Regions from separate parts of the Anas platyrhynchos genome. Here region 2 is linked to region 1. The links are chromatin contacts, called in public Hi-C maps. All regions are on one chromosome and are shown on one strand. Each heading gives the region's core, a stretch centred on a gene start, on an enhancer-like site or on the middle of the called end of the contact. The rest is flanking DNA. Distances are from core to core; before and after follow the strand shown. Region 1 overlaps CSGALNACT2 (chondroitin sulfate N-acetylgalactosaminyltransferase 2). Region 2 overlaps RET (ret proto-oncogene).

Region 1 (3,255 bases), core at 428-2,927:
CAGACTGGAAAAGCAAGTGCTGTTACAGTCTTTCTTCACATGATACTTTCTGTTCTACTGATTTATCCCAGTAGCCTTATTCTTCACTTTTTCAATTGTGTTGTTCTTTTTTTTTTTTTTTTGGGGGAGGGGAAGAATGGAAGGGGTCAAGCATGCATGAACAGAATTATGCTGCGGTCTCATGAGTGTCTTGTACAATGGCACTACTACTTCCCTACTTCCCTTTTGGATATTCTGGGATGCATAAGCAGTTTAAATGCAGGCAGGTCACTTTTCTCCATGTTGTCTTATATACTACCGTATGGCATGCCTCATTTTTAATACATTTGTTTTTAAAATTAATGGTGAGAATGCTAATTCAGTGGTTATACCATTTGCATGGTCTCCACAGAATTTAGAAACTAGGCAAAAACCCTTCTCAAACCTTTTCAAACCAGGTAATTAAGTTTTGTTAATGAATTCAGTTTGCTTCAAGAATTCTGAAGGCAATTAAAAATTTAAATGGCTGATTTTTCTGAATAGCAGATATGCTGTGCAAATAGTTCCGGGCACTGATCCTTTCATATGTACATAAAATCTGCCTTTATGTAACTTATTGTGGAGAACAGTTTCCTGTATTGTACTTAGAGTGATGAGAAAGCATTGCAAGACTTCTTGCAACTGATTCTCTGTATAATAAATGGAATATCTGCATTTTAGAAATTGTTTTAAGCTGTTTCTTTTGAAATAAGTGTTTATAATGTTTTACCAGGTAGATGACACACCAGATTGAAGTAATAGTATTTGCGGTGAGAGTTTTAACCAGTGAACATCTATCCTGACTAGATATAAAACTTACATATATACCAGATGTTTTATTGTAAGGTAAACATCTTGGTGGTGGGTCCTTACAGAACAAGGTACCAGTGAGGAAAAGAGTAAGTACGTAGGCATGACGACTTCTAGTAAGATTTAAGTGGGAACTTTTATTGAAACTCCAGCCCTTAACACTTAGCTAGTGTTGTCCTGGCTGTGCTGGTGCAAGAATAAGCATCAAAAATGCCTCTCACTTCATCTCACTTCATACACACACTGGCATGACTGTTGAGGTTGTATGGAGGTATTGAGCACTGCTGCAGCTTGGCTGTTATCACTCTACCAGTTTAGTTCCCATGTTTTGCACACAGCAGACTGCTGATAGCCAGATCTCATCTTCTAGTATTTCCACTGAGTGGTTGTGTTTATCAAAAGTGGCTGAAATGAGGAAAGAGAAAAATGTCAAGTGTCTGCATCTGTGCAGTCCATACTGGTCTGATACAGATGCTGGAAGGCAATCAATAGGAACCACTTCTGAAAACTTTCCGTTCATCGCCCCAGAATGCGGAGGTGGAGGCATTGAAGTTAAATGAAGTCGGACCTACTGGAACTTGCTCATGCCAGGGTTGGGTATAGACACAAGCAGTCCAAATCATCATTTGAGCAGTTGTAAACTCCTTGGAGCCCTTGCAGGCCTGGCCCTTTCTCTTTTCTCTTCTGCACAATTAGTCCTGCTGTCTGCAGTAACTGCTTGTGTGAGAACATGTGCTATGACATTATCAGCTCACTAAGAGCATGTTTGTGCTGTGTTATGAAATCCAGAGAGATTAGTGTGGGCTCTGTGCTATGTTAAGTCATTGCATGGTGCTTGCTCTACAGTGGTAATAACAAGGACATGGAATCTCCTCAGATACGTTTTGCTGCTGCACAATAGTGGATACAGTACACACATCTAACAACTTGCTCGTCTGCTGTTCTGCAAGATGACTTTACTGCTCACAATCCGTAGAGCATTTACAGCAGGCAAATACTCAATTCTAATAGTGTAAATAGTGTTTTATGGTACTTCTATAATTTGTTGGGTAGCTTATTAACAATGGTAACAGTGGAAATTAAATGAGTTGCTTAAATTAAAAGTTGTTATGATTTAAAGTTTATACTTCCAGGGAATTACTACTAATCATGTATACACCTCATGTTCGCTAACGATTTGTCACTTAATTTTTCTCATTAAAGTAATTAGATTATAAATAACTGCTTTAAACATGCAGCTTTTAATTTAATCTTAAAATAGGCCTTTTCCTTTTTTGTTCTGAAGCATTTTGAACATTGCTCTTGAGCTTACCTATGTTTTAAGTAGTTAGTTTAAACAATGTCAGATATTCAGATATTGTTTCTCAGTGAATTAATGTGCATTTTTCCAAATGGCCTTCACTGAATGGAGTCAACTGATGAATATCATACAGATACACAGATGGATTGTTTTGTCTATCTTAACAGGGATTCTCCAGAAGAGGACAAGATATATGTCCCTAGTAATCCCAAAATAAAACAAGAAAAGGTTGAGACTTGTGGACTGTAGAGAGAACGTTTCTGTTCAGTGTGTTGCTTCGAAAGTTGCTTGAATTTGTACAACTATGTCAGGTTACCATCTACGTGCTACTTTCCTGGGTCTGTTCTGCTTTTAGTTATTCTTTGGGACACTCTATTTCCACAGAAACCCATTGACTACACATTCTGTAGAAGTGCTTCGCTACTTCTTCTGCCTTAGTCTTTGGGAAACGCATGAGTGAAGCCACTTTCAGGGCTCAGATTTTGAGGTTAAGTTACCACTGTTATCACAAGCTAACAAGTCTACTGTCTTCTATCTGGCTATGGATGTTACTGGCACTTCAGTTACATTCCCGAGCAATTAACATAATGCTGTGTCACTGCCCAATAATAGGCAGAAAAATGTACAACTCTGGAGAACAATTAGTTTTCCCCAACTCCTTAGCATACCTGAAACAAATTACATGTGCTGTATAAATAATATGACCTGAAAAATGGGATGACTTATTTTTTCACCACTTGGTCTTGCATCAGCTTGTTCTTTTTTCATCACAATAGTGTACTTGCTGCCTTCCTTATTAGCCCAGTCCCTCTTTCTCTTTGATGTGGATTTTCTCATTTCTTAAAACACTGTGCCACAAAGCCTTCAGCCTTTCATAAGCTCCAGTATTGGCTTTTGAGCAACACAGGAGCCGCTGGGAGTTGGAGCTAACTGAGCTGCTGGGAGGCAGAGTGGTGTTGAGTGGCAAGGAAAGTCTGGATTCTGTAAGCAGGACAAGAGCAGCAAGGGTGCACAAGAATTGCTTTCTGCCATTTACCAGCTTTGATATCTGTCTTAAAACCTTTTCTTCCTATTTCTGATTTGTCACAGTATTTCATGCTGAAATACAGTAAGGTATATGATGACAA
Region 2 (3,397 bases), core at 159-2,658, 64 kb before region 1:
ATATTCTAAGTCTCTTTCTTTAGAATCCAAAAAGATGAAGAGAAGTATTTTTCTTATGTACAATAATTGGCATCATAATGAAGTAAAATTTATATATGAAAATGACCCTATTTGGACAGAATGGTTCTAACATAAACTGTTGTCCACAAGTGAAATCTAGTCACAGGTCTCCAGAGATAGAAGTAGTATCAGAAGATCAGTATATGGTAGGCTGGACCATAAAGAAGAGTCTCAGAAGTAGCTAATTCTATAAAGACAAGGAATATCAGTTCAAGATAGCTATCCTTCCATTTTACACAGTCAATTAAGCTCATTTGCTTAAGATTATCTGCTGCTGCCCAAAATAGAAAATCAGCTATTAGGTTTTCCTGTAGCTTTTAAAAATGTTTTTGAATTCTTTGTCACACCTGTGTCACGTGAACTGCCCAAGCTGAAGTAGGAAACAACAAAGTTCTAATAAATTCTTCTTGATCCACAGAGCAACTATGTGATGATGTGTGCAAGACTGTCATAGCAGGGGCAGTGCTGTTGTCCTTCATCATCTCTGTGCTGCTTTCTTCGTATTTCATCCATCGCTACCACAAAAATTCTCCAAAGCCACCTATTGCCTCTGCAGAAATGACATTCCGGCGCCCGGCCCAGTCCTATCCCATCAGCTATTCTTCTACTAATGTCCGTCGGCCTTCTTTAGATTCCATGGAGAACCAAGTGTCTGTAGACACCTTTAAAATACCAGTAAGTCTGATATAGTTTTGTGTATACTTTTTCATATCTGTGTTGTTCCTAAAGAATGGTGTTTATGCATGTAGAAAATGTTACAGAAGTGCGATCTGCTTATAGAAACACCCAAATCAAATGATTAAAACAGAAGTGATGTATAGAGGGACAGATACTTAATGAGTAATTGAATAAGTCATATAACTTACTGCACAAGGCCAGTATATTCTGCCACTTTTGTTCCATTCTAATATAATGTAACAATGGGTCAAATTTAAGCCATTTTTTTTCTAAATGTAACTCTACATTTTATGGTGTGGTTTAATTTTAACATTTTTAAAGTAATATAATTGTTAAAGTTGTTACATTTAACATTGTTAAAATAAAATAATAGTCTAATAATCAGCACAGGTTTGTAGTCTCTGTGATTAGCCATAGTATTCCACAGAGGATAAGTTTAGGGGAGGAAAAAAAAAAAAAAGAAAAAAAGCTGAGATCTGTTCCTGATTTCTGTTATACAGACACACTGTAGGTGTCAGGTCATGTGGGAATGGTGTCCATGCTTTTTGCCCAGTTATATTATCATATCTTTAATCTAGTTTCTTCTGTGTTGGTAAGTTACATACTATTCAGGATGCTTGCCAGCTGGTGTGTTTTCATGGACCAATATAGTAAAGAAACGCTGCCATTTTCTGTGACATGTGGCAACACCAGCTTTATTTGCATGCTAGATATTGACGTCTTCACAGGCCTTGCGCTCTGTGTACTTTCATCTCTCGTCTGGTTTGTACATCTGTCACCATTTCACAACTGTAAGGCTTGATAACTCTCATTTCCTAAGAGGAGGATTGTTGTGTCTGATGGACTCTGCAGGGAAAGCCTTAGTCCTTGAGTAAAACTAATTTACTTCTCAGTGAAGTCTACAGTCACATATTCACAGTTATTCTGAAAGCAAACGTTTATATTGCATTGCTTCATGTTTCATTTGTACACGATTTCTAAGTCCTGTAAATATAATATATTATCCACAAGCTGCTTTTGCAGCCTTTTTTGAAGGAGGTGATTTTAAGGTAATGTAAAAACACTTGCAAAATGCTTAGAGATTCAGAAGCTTTCTTAGCAATGCACTCATTGACCAAAAAAAAAAAAAAAAAAAGGGAGCAACCGAAATTGTACACCAAAGTATACCTATTCCTGAAGAATGATCTCCTATTGAACATTAATGCCTCTGGTGTAGCTATCCGCTTCTGTTCTTCCTCGTCTTATAGGGTTTCTTTTCTCTCCTGCAGGAAGATCCGAAGTGGGAATTCCCTCGGAAAAACTTGGTTCTTGGTAAAACTCTTGGAGAGGGTGAATTTGGAAAGGTTGTCAAGGCAACAGCTTTCAGACTCAAGGGAAGAGCTGGCTATACTACTGTGGCAGTCAAAATGCTAAAAGGTACCTTCCCATCTGCATCTGAAATGTTTTGAAAACTATTTGTTGTAACTTCTGCATGCATTTGAAAAGGGGCTAACATGAAAGTAAAATGTCAGCTAGGAACAACCAGTACCACAGCCTTCATTTCTTCCAGCAGCAGTCTGTTACATTCTGACAGATTTCTGACTTTAGCAGCTAGCATCATGTTGATACAAATAAGTGACTTCCACAAGTGGTTCTGATTAACGATGTGCAAGGATTCTCTGTCTTAATGGGGCAAATACATTTAATTTTGGTCGGCATTGACAGAAATATTGCAAGGGCATGTTAAAGCTTTCTGACACTCCACTCCCCTCCTTCCCTGCAGTTTTATTTGGCAGAGCTTTTAAAGTAAATTGTGTTATAACCATGGCAAGAGACAGAATAGGCCTATTAAGTTACTTCTCTGATTGAGAATTCCATCTACTTTTGTACTTTCTGATATACTTTTCAATTACCAGGTGTTCTGCCAAACTGGCTTGCAGAGCCTAATGTTTTCTCCTGGTGTCTTCAGTTCTTCCAAAGACTTTAAAGATAGGGAAAAAATGTGTTCCTAGGTTATGTTAAGATTATAATATGAGACCTTGAGCTCTTGTCCCTGTCTCTGTTTAGTTTTAGGCCCCATTTATACTTGTTTCTTTACCATACAGAAAAAGACACGGTATTGAAAGAAAAAGATGATTCTTTTTGTATGGTTAGTTGTTTTTTGGTCTTTGAAGTAGAATTCTCCAGTATTAGTGTACGTTTCAGGTGAAGGCTGAATGCGTGGATTGTAATCCATAGATTTTGCCACCTTTACTGTAAAATATGAATGCAGATTTTGCATATATAATGTCTGGGCCTGATGACTTCATTAGATATGCAATGGTGGTGAAGGAGGTCAGTTATTCACACAACTGTATCCTTTTATGTTGTTTTGTGTGCTAGTCCATAAATGCATGTAGTCCCTATGTATCAGACACCTAGGAAAGTAGTGGGTGAAGATGGGGAAAAAAGAACCTTCAGGAAGGCTTACGGATACAAGAAGATTCCTTCAGCTGGGCAGCTAGCTTTATCTGAATGACCTCATCTATTTGTTGCTGCTTATAATTAAAAACATATATATATGGTTAAAGAGAAAAAAATCCATCTGCTGCTGCTTTAGAGCAAAAATTCTTTATATTCCATTATTTTACCAAAAGAGTAAGTGGTTTACGAAGTGCATGCCCACGTTGCATGAGGTTCA

Evidence for each region. A called contact is a pair of places that touch in the nucleus more often than the background predicts.
Region 2: a Hi-C map of F5 follicle shows a contact between it and region 1, with 2.4 times the contacts expected there. The contact joins two enhancer-like sites. A contact is called at or near these places in 4 of 8 Hi-C or Micro-C datasets (F1 follicle, F5 follicle, liver and 1 more).

What each region holds. Positions count from the first base shown.
Region 1 is chr6:15,201,078-15,204,332 of IASCAAS_PekinDuck_T2T, reverse strand. CSGALNACT2 (chondroitin sulfate N-acetylgalactosaminyltransferase 2) reads left to right here. Exons shown (of 9, transcript XM_072039480.1): 9 at 1-702. Among named protein-coding and RNA genes, the nearest start is that of MBL, 29 kb to the right of the region's middle. Within about 2 kb of position 1,677, at least 5 of the 8 cell types and tissues checked have an H3K27ac peak or open chromatin away from gene starts, as enhancers often do. A contact at or near this core is called in F5 follicle, where this site is marked.
Region 2 is chr6:15,264,387-15,267,783 of IASCAAS_PekinDuck_T2T, reverse strand. RET (ret proto-oncogene) reads left to right here. Exons shown (of 26, transcript XM_072039478.1): 17 at 479-735; 18 at 2,007-2,154. Among named protein-coding and RNA genes, the nearest start is that of CSGALNACT2, 30 kb to the right of the region's middle. Within about 2 kb of position 1,408, at least 2 of the 8 cell types and tissues checked have an H3K27ac peak or open chromatin away from gene starts, as enhancers often do. A contact at or near this core is called in F5 follicle, where this site is marked.